2 separate regions of the Mus musculus genome follow, and region 2 is linked to region 1. Evidence: chromatin contacts called from public promoter capture Hi-C data. All regions are on one chromosome and are shown on one strand. The core of a region is the stretch at or near the end of the contact, and the rest is flanking DNA. Distances in the headings are between cores, read along the strand shown. Region 1 holds the start of Dis3 (DIS3 homolog, exosome endoribonuclease and 3'-5' exoribonuclease). Region 2 overlaps Klf12 (Kruppel-like factor 12).

Evidence for each region. Promoter capture Hi-C pulls out the DNA fragments that hold promoters and counts their contacts.
Region 2: a contact with region 1 is called in a promoter capture Hi-C map of maxillary cranial neural crest. The contact joins the enhancer-like site here to the promoter of Dis3 in region 1. A contact is called at or near these places in 21 of 39 promoter capture datasets (the 3T3-L1 cell line, 3T3-L1-derived adipocytes, the C10 cell line and 15 more), 1 of 15 datasets of contacts at CTCF or cohesin (large pre-B cells), 2 of 484 Hi-C or Micro-C datasets (cerebral cortex and cortical neurons), 12 of 115 datasets of contacts at active chromatin or transcription factors (the 230-238 cell line, acute myeloid leukemia, embryonic basal ganglia and 8 more) and 3 of 9 other capture datasets (adipose tissue, embryonic stem cells and liver).

Annotation. Positions count from the first base shown.
Region 1 is chr14:99,096,464-99,103,628 of GRCm38.p6, forward strand. Dis3 (DIS3 homolog, exosome endoribonuclease and 3'-5' exoribonuclease) reads right to left here and starts at 3,307. Exons shown (of 21, transcript NM_028315.2): 1 at 2,983-3,307; 2 at 2,220-2,377; 3 at 1,122-1,315; 4 at 294-367. The coding sequence starts at 3,210. Pibf1 (progesterone immunomodulatory binding factor 1) reads left to right here and starts at 2,961. Exons shown (of 18, transcript NM_029320.3): 1 at 2,961-3,666; 2 at 4,566-4,838. The coding sequence starts at 4,587.
Region 2 is chr14:99,882,986-99,890,150 of GRCm38.p6, forward strand. The region is part of intron 6 of Klf12 (Kruppel-like factor 12); the gene reads right to left. Among named protein-coding and RNA genes, the nearest start is that of Gm22970, 110 kb to the left of the region's middle. Within about 2 kb of position 3,711, at least 13 of the 459 cell types and tissues checked have an H3K27ac peak or open chromatin away from gene starts, as enhancers often do. A contact at or near this core is called in stem cell-derived epiblast-like cells, where this site is marked.

The sequences.
Region 1 (7,165 bases), core at 2,057-4,556:
TCTCCAACCCACTCTTATACAGCCTTTCTGTTAGACTGACATTTAATGGAGAGAACTCAATCTTTACTGTCTCACTTCAGAGTAGACCTTTACTTAGGTCATCACTAAAGACTGCAAACTTCCTGACGCCCAGCATGAATCCCTGCTTCCCACTATAGGGCCTGCTGTAATACTATGTATCTCCTTATGACTCCCCCCACCCCTTAGGCTTCACCTTGTATGCATGGTTAGCCTACCCACAATGGCTAACTTTATATTTTCATCTTTTCAAAACAAATCATGCTGAAACATACCATTTCATCGGACAAGTAAGCAAGACGGTCTATAAGTTCAGGGTTAGCAGTCAGGCTCTTTACGTATTCTTCACCTGAAAAATAAGTTACTATTTTTAAATTCAAGTACCTAGGCACTGTATTGAGGCGTGAGGAAACATGGATGGTTGTCTTTTGACAGGACACCTGCCATTTTTTTTTAAAAGATTTATTTATTATATTTAAGTACACTGTAGCTGTCTTCAGATGCACCAGAAGAGGGCTTCAGATCTCATTACGGATGGTTGTGTGCCACCATGTGGGTGCTGGGATTTGAACTCAGGACCTTCTGAAGAGCAGTCGGTGCTCTTAACCACTGAGCCATCTCTCCAGCCCGTCACCTGCCATTATGAATAAATGGAACAAGACCCATGCCAACTGTGATCCTGACTGAAACAGAGCAATGGGTCTAGCACATGCACATCTTTTACTATGTCAACTGCAAAGAATGAGGAGAAACCTAACAGCCACAATCTACAACTTGCTTCCTTAGCTCACTGAGAAGTTTAAAACGTAAGAGGACTGATGGCTCGGCAGCTAGACACACTTGCTGCTTTACAGAGGGTCTGCTTCCTGTTCCCAGCACCCTCCTGGTAGTTCACCCCTACCCCTTAGCCCAGGGTTTCCAATGCCTACTTCTTACATAAGGGAAGTCACCCACATTAAAAATTGAAAACTATTGTTTCAAATGTAAAAAGGCCACATGAGATCACCCAGGACAACGCAGCTGGGTCATGTGACCGCGCAGCCTGATCCTAATGTTTCTGTACAGCGGGACACAGGCTTGGAAGCACCCACACTCAGACCTACACGTGAAGGCTGGTATCCCCTCTTGCACAGCTTTCTCTTTGTTCTTCCTGTCATTGGTTATCAGGATAACTTGCAGCTGACTGTCTGCTGCCACCCTCTTCAGGTGCTCGTTGTACCACTTCGCTGCGACTCGGATGGCTCTGTCATTCCTGTCATTGGCATTCTCTCCCTGCTCTTGCTCGATGTAGGTTTCTCTAAATGTAAAAGCGACAGGAAACACAAAACAAAAGCTAGCCAGTGGGGTCAAAACTTCTGGGACATAAATGTTCCACAGCCACTGGAGTTTAAGGAGGCACAATGAATGAGCAGCCCACAGGTGGACACACTGACTATCTATCTATCTGTCTGTCTTGTCTGTCTCTCTCCCCCACCCCCTCCTCCTCCTCTCTAGGAGTGTGTATGTTTGTGTGTCTGTGTGTGTGTGTGTGTGTGTGTGTATGTGTGTGTGTGTGTGCATTTAGTTCCTGCGGAACTTAGTTCCAAGTTCCATGTTCCTGAACATTCCGGTTCAGGAAACTTGGAACTGACAGGAGAGTGCTATTTGCACATACTTGGCATAAGCAGGTTGCAAAGCACCTACGATGCATAAGAAAATTTCATACAACAAAATACTCAGTTCAAAATGTTAATAATGTCAAAGCTGAGAAAGTGACTTTAAGCATCATAGATACATATTATCTACTGTTTAATATAACAGGCAGCTCATTATGTTTAGAAATTTAATTTCAATAAATCAGATGTAAGATAAAGCTTATTAATCACAAACTCCCACATTTTTCTCCTATATATTTGTCACTCACATAATATGGGATTACAGGAGTGTAGATGGTTCTTATCGCCAAAGAATCAACCATTCAACTCAATAGACAACTTAAAGGGAGCATTTCAGAAGTAAAAGGACGACTTTAGCGGCTAGATCCTGGTTTAGGGTGTGACCTCACTAACACTGCGACCTTAGATGAGCCTATGTAGGTAGCACTGTCTTCCACACAACCAGGTAACCACCAAGCAGCACAGGAAGCTACAGCCTGTGTTTGATAAATTCCTTTCCAAGAAGTCTGTTAAATTTAGGTAGCCCTGTGGTTTTGTGATACTTACTTATGGTGCTCATTAGTGAAGGTATAGAAATGCTTTTCCTGGTTATTGGTCACATCCCTGATTCGCTTGTAGATGGGGGCGCTCCGGTTTCTCACTTCTTGCATCACTGTTTGTAGCACAATGACATTTCTGATGGCCGGGTGTTCGAGGACATCAATCTTAAAAAACCAAAGCCAAATGTTAACTCCCCCGTTTTCAGTTCTACCTTGAACTCTCTGCCCAGCCTGAATTCTTGTGACAGTTTAAAACACTGACTCTCCGTTAGGCCAAAGTGGTACTTGGCTGCAGAAAAAACTTGACAAAGTCACTAAGGGGGGACCCTGTAGGCCTGAGACGATGACAAGCACCCATAATCGGACCACAGAGTTTGCAATACCAGAGCTATTAATAAGTAAATTATGCTGGCCCACACAATTTTTTGTTCGTAGGCACTTACAAGCTGCCTGGGGGTCGCAATCTGGAGGCCACAGAAGCCCAGGTCCCCGGCTTCCAGGCACTTATAATCTAAAGTAGAAGAGACACCAGGGGTTAGAAAATGTAACGTGTCTAAAAATAAGACTCCAAGAACCGAAAAAAAATATATATATATAAATAAATAAAGTGACATCAGGGAACGGTACCTCAGCCTGGATGGCAGGATGCGAGCGAGGGTAGCCACGGTACTTGCCTCTCTCCATCCAACATCCCAAGACCCGCCTCCCCGGTCCCCAGCGTCCCTGTCTGCCACGCCCCCTCGTCACCACGCGGCCCCGCGTCCACGCACCTGGTGCAGCAGCACATTGGTGTCCGGCAGAAGGTAGTGCGGCCACGGGCAGAGGCTGCTCGCCTGGTCCCGGGGCTGCAGCTCCAGGGCCGGGCCCGCGTGCGCCCCGCCGCAGGCCGAGCAAGCCGGCGCGCCGCAGCCGATGTCATCCCGCAGGTAGTGCTCGCGCACGATCTTCACCACGCCGCCCGCGCGGGTCTTCTTCAAGAACGTCTTGGACCTGAGCATCTCGCCTCGCGGCGTGGGATCCCGGCCGTCAGCTAAGAAACCGAGGCGCGGCCACGCGCATTCCCGCTTTTGCCCGCTGGCTGGTGAGGTCACTCTCGCGAGAAAACACGAAGGCGCGTTCGTTCCCCGACGGTCGCGGTGATTGGGCGAGTGTTGGTTGTTTCCTCCCGCCGGTGGGCGGGGCTTTCCTCTGGACTACAGCTCCCAGCCTGCACCGCTTCCGACTGGCTTCCGGGAAGGAGTGAGCTTGGGTACCTGCGCACCCCAGGTTCTTCCGACTTCTTCTGGGGCACGGCGTGTGGTTGTCTTGGTGACCGATCCTAACGGTCCGGTAGCCCCGAGATACCTGTTGAGGGGTGGCAGCCTGAGCTGCTGACTGAAGACGCCATTGGTTCTTCCAAGAGTCCGGGTGAAGCTGGTGTTATCCTTATATGCGGAGTTACTGACCATTGAGAGGTAGCTTCCAGGAATCCTTTTCCCTTTCTTTCTCACGCGGCGCAGAGATGCTAAAATGTAGGAAGTTTAGAATGTACGGATTTCTTAATCAAAGAGGGAGAAGCCGGTCCCTGGTCCTTGGTAACTCACGCAAGGATTTGTTTTCTTATTTTACTTTTTTTCCCCCCCAATCCTTTCCCTTTAAAAAGGAAAGAGGCGGATTGTACTGAAGCTCTTCCTGTTCCCCCCCACCACACAGACCTCCTTCTTTAGCGTTCCTCTTAGAGAAACTGAAATAGCTAGTTCTATAACTATTTTACTAAATCGTGTCGTATTTAAACAAGGGAGTTACAAAAAGCCTTGTGAAGGCTAAAATGTGCTATTCAGAATATTCGAGTTTGTACCCTTCTAACCTCTTTAGGTTTTTCAAGTTATTTAAAAATGCTTTTGTCGCACTCTGAGCCTGTTTTCAAATTTTTCGGTGATGCCTTAACTGTAAAACTAAACCTGGCATGTAAGTCTTGCTTTATAAACCCTCCACCGACATACCAACATTTTTCTCTCTGTGTCCAGATTTCAATACTACTTCTGTGAGGACCTTCAGTGACAAAAATCAACCTCTCCTTGAGTTTGAAACTTAGTATTATAGGGCTATCCTTTCTATTTTACATGACTTTATTTATCTGTTACCTTCAAGTAAGATTCTTGCCCCGAGACACACACACACACACAGGACAATGGGTGAGTTCATGATAGGATTTAGTGAGTCTGTTTGATTTGAACACTAATCTGGCTTACATTTGGGACCTTCCAATACCTAATGATCTAGGCGATCCTTGGTGTCTCTTTAATGCTCTGTATGCCCTGTAGTAGGTTTTTTTTTTTTTGTATATTTAACTTTATTTCTTTTTATTCTACAGAAGATTGATTCAAATAATAAAATGTCTCGCAAAATTGCCAAGGAACCAAAAAAAGTAAATATCTCTAGTTCTCTGGAGTCTGAAGATATTAGTTTGGAAACAACCATTCATACAGATGATGTCTCATCATCAGAGGAGCGAGAAGGTAAAGTCAAAATCACCAGGCAGTTAATCGAAAGAAAAGAGATACTTCATAATATTCAGTTACTGAAAATCGAGCTATCCCAGAAAAACATGATGATCGACAACTTGAAAATGGATTATCTTACAAAGGTAAGGTCAGATGCAAACTGTTATTCTCTTGAAACTGAAAAGGAAAGATAAGTTGGTGTATAGGCCGGGTGCGGCTGCACATGCCTTTAATCCCAGCCCTTGGAAGCAGAGGCAGGCCCATTGCTCTGAATTCTAGGCCATCCTGATTTACATGGGGAGGTCTAGGATAGCCAGACTATGTGATTTTTCTGTCTCAAAAACGAAAAAACAAAACAAACAAACAAACAAAAATATATATATATTTGGAATTTAAATGCCACACTTCATACTCCTTGTCCAATGTTGCCTTTCTGCAGTTTGCGTATTGAAATGGGGTGTTTTAAGTGTATGAGTGAGTTACCTTTGAAGGCTCAAGTTTTAGAGTGTGACATTAGTGGAATATGTATTTTCTTAAGAATGAAAATGTAGCCAAGTTTTCTGGGACTGACTGGTCTGATAGGAAGAGTGAAGATCATAACTGTATTGCTGAATCTCAATTGTCCTTTCTTTAGAAGTCGGATTTCCTTGTTAACCTTCCTACACAGTTACTCTGTCTGAGAGGTACTGTGTCATAGAAGTCAATTTTAGGTGACCATTGTCTTTAGCAAGTGCGTTATCCTTTAGTGGCGGTGAACTAGTTGTCTTTTTGCCTTGTGTGGTACTTAGTCCCAGGGTAGTTCATGGAATGCCTGGTAGAGGTGAAACGAGCCCTAAGAAATAGTGACTGGCCTCCAGACACATCTCTGCAGTGTTACTTCTTCTGTTCCTAAGACAGTTACTTGTTTCTGACAGTGAACTTTCCCTCTTCACTCTCCATCTCAGCTCTTCCGGCAAAAGCCCGTGTCCAGCAGTTTGTTTACGTTGTTATACTTCTTCTTGTTAACTTGGTCTTTTATTTTAGCTCTATGCTACTTAATATGATATGCATATTAAGATACTCAGCGTTTCTCTACTAGAAGATAATGTATTTCTTTGGGGCCAATGAGATAACTTCATGGGTAAAAATGCTTAACCGTCCAAGCCTGGGGACCTGAGCTCCATCCCTGGGATGTAGAGTGAAAGAGAGCTGACTCATGGCACGCACACACACGCACAGACACGCGCACACACACACACACACGCACACACACTCACACTCACATACACACACGTACACACACACACGCACGCACGCACACACACACACACACACACACACACACACGCACGCACGCACACTCCACGACTTAGTAGGAAGAAGGAGAGGGCGAGAGAGATAGCTAGGCAGTTCACAGAGCTTGCTGCTCTTCCCATTACAACACTGGCTCAGATTTCAGAACCCGCAATTTCAGAGGATTCAGTACTGTTTTCTGGCCACCGAGGGCACCAGACTGAAACATACATATGTGCAAGCAAAACATTCAGACTCATAAAAGTTAAATAAATCATAAAGTATTGGTTTAAAATTTGATTATTTACTTATTTGTGAGCCGCTTGGGATCAAACCCAGGGCTTTCAGCCTGCTAGATACATGCTCTGCCCATGAGGAAAATACATGAGAAAGAAGGAACAATTTCTTAATGGGGCCCCTTCAAGACCTCAAGGTTTTAATGCAGTAAAGAAATAGCACTTCACATTAATGACTGAGCCAGTAGTACACATTAGGCTATAGCTGTTATTCTTGCCTTGCTCTCTCTGAGATGCTGAAACAAAAACCTTAGGAATGGGAATTTGTTTTCACTGTGTGGCAGCCAATATATCCAGGAGTGGGCGCTGGTCATGAGTTCTGTCCATTCAGGGTCTTCTGCCTCTTGCTGAGTCCTCACCTGGCAGAAGGGCGGCTATTTTTCTCCATCAGTCTGTTTCATTAGGGCAGTCACTCCTGTCCTAGGCACACTGCCTGTGCAACCTAAGCATTCCCCAGACGGCCTCCCCTCAACTCCTATCACATTGGTGACTGGTTACCATATAGGGAAGTAGATATGGACCAAATTATACATGTACACACACCCACAAACACATGCAGACTTACTTACTGGTTTTGTTCATTTTATCTCTCTCGCTCTACATTTATTTTGTGTTCTGAGAGCACACATGCTGTAGAGCACATGTAGAGGACTCTTGTAGGACTTGCTCTCCCCTTATTTTTCAATTTAGTTTTTGAAAATTTCAAATCTGACTTCAGTACGTGCATCCTTCCCCCTCCTCTGCCCTCTGTCCAGCTTCGGTGTATTCCCTGGCCCCCTGCACCTGCACCCACACCCCCAAATTCAAGGCTTCTTACTTGGCAAGAAGTTCTAAAATGTAATAGTAATACTTGATCAGGAGGTAACCAACAGCCAACCAACTGGATTCCAGCCCACTTAGTA
Region 2 (7,165 bases), core at 2,461-4,960, 790 kb after region 1:
TATTCACTAATTTTATTCGCTAACTCTTATTGGCTAAGATTTGGACCTAGTGTCTCAAACCTGAAATCCTGTCACTTGGGAGGCTGTAGCAAGAAGATTTGCCCCGAATTTGATTTTGTTATGGGATATAAAGAGAGTTCCATGATAGTCTTGCTACAGATTAACACTCTGTCGAAAAAAAAAACCCACACAACACAACAAAGACAAAGACACAGATGTGAACAATATAAATGGAGCAGCACCAAGGGCTGTTGGCTTTGCTCCTCATAGCTCTGTCTTCACCAAGACAGACTGTGCTCCCAGTGAAAAAAACATCGGCGAATTTCTTCAGGAATAGCAGGCTTCCTTGAAGTTTAATTTATTGGTAGCAGAGTCCCATACACATTTTATCTCAAACTGTTTTCCAAAGAAATATGCTGAAAAAATATGCCTACCTCTTTCTTAATAAGTTATTAAGGTGGAGGGATTTCTCTTTGACTGTGTGCATGCCTCTGCACCGCTGGTATGCCTGGTGTCCACAGAGGCAGAAGCAGCACTGGATTCTCTGGGTTTTGTTTTGTTTTGTTTTGTTTTGTTTTGTTTTGTTTTGTTTTGTTTTTCCCCACATTTTTCCTTAGATATTTTCTTCATTTACATTTCAAATGCTATCCCCAAAGTGCCCTATACCCTCCCCCTGTCCTGCTCCCCAACCCACTCACTCCCACTTCTTGGTGCTGGCGTTCCCCTGTACTGGAACATATAAAGTTTGCAAGACCAATGGGCCTCTCTTTCCAGTGATGGCCGACTAGGCCATCTTCTGATACATATGCAGCTAGAGACACGAGCTCTGGGGGTACTGGTTAGTTCATATTGTTGTTCCACCTATAAGGCTGCAGATCCCTTCAGCTCCTTGGGTACTTTCTCTAGCTCCTCCATTGGTGGCCCTGTGTTCCATCCTATAGATAACTGTGAGCATTCACTTCTGTATTTGCCAGGCACTGGCAAAGCCTCACAGGAGACAGCTATATCAGGGTCCCTTCAGCAAATTTTTGCTGGCGTATGCAATAGTGTTTGTGTTTGGTGGCTGATTATGGGATGGACCCCCGAGTGGGACAGTCTCTGGATGGTCCATCCTTTCGTGGCTGTGAGTCACAATATGGGTGCTGGGAATCAAACCTGGGACCTCTGGAAAAGCAGCCAGGGCTCTTAACCACTGAACCATGTTTCCAGGCCCCATCGTGCCTTTTAAATTCCATTTAGAAAAGAGGGTTAGGCAATAAACAACTACAAATATAACCCTTCACAGGCTTAAAACATATTTAGAATATCCTCAAAATACCTAGAGGTAATGACTTCACTATCAGACTGTTATTGATTCTTATTTCTTATGTTAATTCTATGAAAGAGGATGAAATTACTGGCTAAAGAAAACATCAGTTTGGTACAGTGCTGTAGCAATAAGTCTTCCTATGTAATTTTGTTTTGGGGACTTAAATTTAAAATGTAAAGTAGGACAAAGAATTCAAAGACAAAGGTGGCTGGCTAATTGGATCACACTTTGCCACTCCTTTGGGGTACAGTTTATCCTCCCTTAAAGCAGTTTCTTTCATTGTGACATATCATATTTTAATGAAGCATTTTCAGCATAGTCTTAAGAAAGCAAACGTACCAGACAGGAGTAAGGGCATCTGGGGGCTGCTGAGGTGGCTCAGTGGCTAACGGAGCTTATCATACAATGGGCCACCTCACTGGAATACAGGCAACAATGGAAAGAGCACACCAACTCCACAAGGGTGTCCTCTGACCACCTCACATACCCTGTGGCGTAAACCCCTCCCAACTCCCTCCCTTTCTACCACCTCCACCCCCTCATTAATAATCACTTTTTTAAAGTATCATTTTATTGTTGCTCTAAAAGATTTTTAACAGCAGTCTTTGGAGTTTGTGTTGGACACACAAATTCCTAGCCACATACAGGCAGCATTTGCCCCTGCTATGAATGAAGTGTCCTGGTAAAATAAGAAACTCATATCAGTTTTTTTTTTTTCTGTCTCAAAACAGTCAACACAAACTGATTTATTATGAGATACTTGTCCTTTTGCATTCTGGTTAAAGAAAAGGATTAAGACTAGCTCGGTGCCTTGCTATGGCATTTGCCAAGCAGAAGGTACAATAAAGTCTAAAGAAAACATCAGGTATTGAATGGATTCCCAAAACCTACCAAACAAAAAAATCACTTTTTCAGGGCCTCCCATTTCACCACCTGAAATGCTAAAAGGTAAATGTGGATTGAGACAAAGGGCAGGTGCCCTTTCATACGGAGATGACGTGTGAGCTATACACATAGAGAGAGGAATGTGCAATTTCAAAAGGCCCATGTTAAACAAAACCCCGTGCTCTCCGTGGCTCCTCTGTTATTTTCTCAAGCAACTGAAAAGGAACCCTTTAGCAACAGGAAGTACAGGCATTTTCTAGGTTCAGAAGTGCATTTCTGAAATATGTTTAACTTTTACAAAGTTACAGGGCCCAGACACTGACAAATGAGCTTCATTTCATTCAGGGCTCAACATATTTGCTGTGACAACCTGTTTCACCGGAGGAATGGTATTTGCATATGAGGAAAGAGAAGGAGAGGGGGAGTCAAGATTCCTATCTTGTCTTCTGGTTTCTGTTACATCAGTTCATGAAGGTTCACAGATATCTAGACCTGGAAGGAAACTAGGTGCTTTCAAGACAAGGAACTAGAAACCTGGAGATCAGGACAGAGTTGGTATTACAAGCCACTGCATTGCCCAAGGCTGGGCTAGCTCATACTCCCTCTTGGGGTTAATACAGCCCATGCTACCTGGGGTTTTACAATCAGGCCAAATGGCCAAACACGGGGTCAGTTACCAACCTGCATCTGAGTTCTAGGCTGTAGAATTCAACGTCTTTGGCTGGTCATTTATTCCCACAGTCTGTGAGACTCCAAACTGCACATTACAGAATATTTGATTTTATGGTTATGAGACTCAAGGTAATCCTGTTTACTGTAAGGAAATGTAAATAAAATACATCTCTGCTGTTGTGTGCGATGTGAAGTTGTGTGTGTGTGTGTGTGTGTGTGTGTGTGAGAGAGAGAGAGAGAGAGAGAGAGAGAGAGAGCGAGAGAGAGCGAGAGAGAGTGAGCGAGCGTTATGTTTTTTTTTAAATGTATTTAGATGTGTTCACCCACACAAGCCTATGTAGACCCCAGAGGCTGACACAGAATGTCTCCACTAATTGCTTCTCCACTTTGATTTTGGAGGCGTATTTTTTCCCTTAACCCTCATCTTGCTGACTGGGATGGACTGGCTGTCCACGGAATTCCAAGGATCCTCCTGTCCTCTGCTCTGTTCCATGCTGGGATCATATGCCTTTAAGCATAGCTCTTTCTCTTTTTAATTTTCCCTTTTTTTTTTAAACCTAGGTCCTAGGGAATCGGCATCCAGTGCCTCTGAGCCACCTCTCCAAGCCCCTGTTTGCTGTTTTTTTAAGGAACAAGTTACATTGTTCGGGTAACTGGATGTCCATTCCAATCTTTGCTTTTGAAAACATTTTAAGTACAGAACTGCCTGGGCCAACGAGACCAATCTATTGTATGTGATATCAATTTATTTGGTCTTGGAAATGTAATCAAACAGTCAATGTGTTACTCTTCATTCCCCTGAACTGTGTGGACTAACTTTGTGTATGACTAACACTAGGTGAGCCCCTGTGTCGTTTTATAGAGACACACCTTGATAACAATAGTATTTTCTGCTTTCCACACACCATGCCTTTCTCTAAGTGATTTTTAATATATTTGATCTTGAGAGCTTGCTTATCTAGCAGTTGAAGTAGCTAACCCCACTTCAACCAGGCATCCAGTCTGTATGAGTCTTAATCACTTTTTATACTGCTTCTCCATACTTCTCCTTACTGCTTTAATAGGCGAGGATATCTAGTCAGAACTGAACTGGGAGACAAGGCCCAAGTTACGACTTACTGGGTAGACAGTATTGTTAATACAAAGTCTAGCTTTCTCACCCAGAAAGCAAACACTAATGAATGAAAATATTCTACAATTAAATCTACTTTATAGAAAGTAAAAAGTTCAAGGTCAAAGGACATTGTTTTCTTTGGCTGTTCTGAGTTTATGTTTCCATGAGGTGTCAACACGTATTTGCCTACGTGTCTGGTTACTGTACGTTTCTTTTGCAGGCTCTTCTTTAACCTGCAACACAGATGTATGCCAAGACTTTAAGCTTTTCTTCTCACTTAAATAGCTCCCCTTGTTACCACAGTTCCTGCTGCAACCTACCAGGGAAATCCCAAGTATCTAGTTCCCAGTCTCACTTTCAAGTGCTGGAGACATTATAAGATAATGAACTGAGGCCCTGAAAGTCATCTCAGGTGACCAAAACTTTATTCAGCACCTACCACCTCAACAACATTCTTCTGGATGTGAAGTGAGTTTCCTTGTTAAAAGCAATACCATATAGACTAGCACAACGGTGAATAAGGTGTTCTATGAATATACCTTTGGTAGTTTTGGCAGAACCATTATGTGAAGAAAAGGCAAATCCATAAGCAAAATAAGTATCTACTCTAGTAGTTAACCGAAGTTCTGCCCACTGTGAAGATTTCCCCTCATTTTGGAATTCAGGGAATTCCAGAAAGCAGTTGTAAATACTGTGTCTGTCAATGTCTGGTTGGTACCTGCATAACATGGATTCCAAGTATATACTTCCTTCAGGGGAACCCTGTCCCAGTCCTCTAGGCTGCTGCCATCTAACTAGCTCTCATCTTGATGATGAGTAAGCTGTGCCCTTGCCTTCTCTTCCTTAGTCAAATGATCATACAGCACACCCCATGAAGATATCGGTGCCTGTGGAGCTGCGGATGGCATTGTAGTAGGAGTAAAATGCATTTGGGCAATGTCTTTATGTAACTTGCTTGTGCTTTCAGGACCTGATTGGCCTGATCATGTATATACTGCTTTTACTTGCTAATGAGTTGCTGTTGTACACATCTCACTCTATGGCTTGGTGGGTCAAATAATACTTAGTTTGTGTTGGGTAGCTTAGGTTGGCCCATTGTCGAACATTCAGTTTCTGCTAAGGTCCAAAAGCAGGCCAACAGCTGTCTCTCAAAGGGAGAAGAGTTGTTTGTAGATGATGATTTCTTGCTCCAAAATCTCAAGATCTCTTCTGCGATTCACCTGTAGGGGCCTGACAAAGGCTCCAAACAGCATCCCTATCTGCCATTGACACCTCAAGTACCATTGGGTCTGTGGGATCACATGGTCCAAGTGGTAGAGTAGCCTGCACATCAGCCAGGACTGGTTGATGAGCACTCACAGCTTACATATCTGAGTCATTTGTTATATGGGCCATAGTAACACACTCACGTGAGAAAGTGCTGTCTCCGGAATTCAAATAGACCCCTTAAACATTGTGCTTTTTCCTTAGTGGTGAGAGAGACCAGGTGCAACAATTCATCCTTTGTCTTAGAAGGTGTATGCCCCATACCACTGGACTCCTAAGAATTTCTTGGAGTAAGAAGGCGCTTGAATTTTGGTTGTATTTATTTCCTATCCTCATGTGCATGTGTGCCAACAAATCCAAAGTGGTACACACCTTCTGCTCACTTGCTCCAATTAGCATAATGTCATCAGCATAGTGGACCAATGTGATATTTTGTAGAAGAGACAGATAATCAACTAAGTTATGAACTAAGTTATGATACAGGGCTGGAAGGTTAATATACTCTTAAGGCAAAATTGTAAAGGCATACAGCTGGCCTTCCCAAGTGAAATGCCATCTGCAGCTACACATGCACTTATAGCCACATAGACAGTGCCCTATGATCGGTTGACTAAGGAAGAGATGTGTTAATCTGCTTAAGTAAGGGTCGCATATCTGGTACAGCAGCTGTAACTGAGGTCACTACTTGACTGAGTTCTGAATAGTAAAGGGTACCTGATTTTATGTTGAGGTCCTTTATCCACTGATGTCAATTTTTGTGCGGGGTGAGAGATAAGGATAAGAATTATTCTTCTACATGTGCCTATCCAGTTTGGCCAGCACCATTTGTTGAAAATGCTGTCTTTTCTCCACTCTATTTACATTTCAAATGTTATCCCCTTTCCTGGTTTCCCCTCCAAAAACTCCCTATCCCATCTCCCTCCCCCTGCTCACCAACCCACACATTCCTGCTCCCTGGCCCTGGCATTCCCCTACACTGGGCCATTGAGCCTTCACAGGAACAAGGGCTTCTCCTCTCATTGATGACCAACAAGGCCATCATCTACTACATATGTGGCTGGAGCCATGGGTCCCTCCCATGTGTACCCTTTAGTTGGTAGTTTAGTCCTGTGAGCTCTGGGGGTACTGGTTGGTTCATATTGTTCCTCCTCCTATGGGGCTGCAAACCCCTTCAGCTCTTTGGGTCCTTTCGCTAGCTCCTCCATTGGGGACTATGTGTTCAGTCCTATGGTTGGCTGAGAACATCCACCTCTGTATTTGTCAGGCACTGGCAGAGCCTCTCAGGAGACAGCTATATCAGACTTCTGTCAGCAAGCACTTGTTAGCATCTACAATAGTGTCTGTGTTTGGTTTCGGTATATGGGATGGATCCCCAGGTGGGACAGTCTCTGGATAGCCTTTCCTTCAGTCTCTGCTCCACACTTTGTCTCTGTATCTCCTCCCATGGGTATTTTGTTCCCCCTTCTAAGAAGGACCGAAGTATCCACAATTCTTCTTGAGCTTTATTTTCTTGATTAATGTGTCTGTTTATATGCCAATATCATACTGCTTTATTACAATCTTTGCAGTATAATTTGAAATCAGGATGCTGATAGCTCTAGAATTTTTTTTTATTCAGAAATGTTTTGGTTCTCCTGGGTGTCTTGTATTTCCGCATGCATTTGGCGATTATTTTTTCTTTTTCTATCTCTTCTTTTCCTTTCATTTTCCTTTAGAGATAGGGTCTTACCAGGCTGACTATGATCTTGCATTCTGCTCCCATTATAAGCATGCACCACAATGCTATTTTCTGTGACTGCTAGATTCTGTGAATGAATTCTTTCTGAAAGATCATCATATCTCTAAATACCTTGACTACATTTCCTGCAATTTCTTTTGCAGAAGTCTATTTATTTACCTGACCCATAAATATTTTCCAA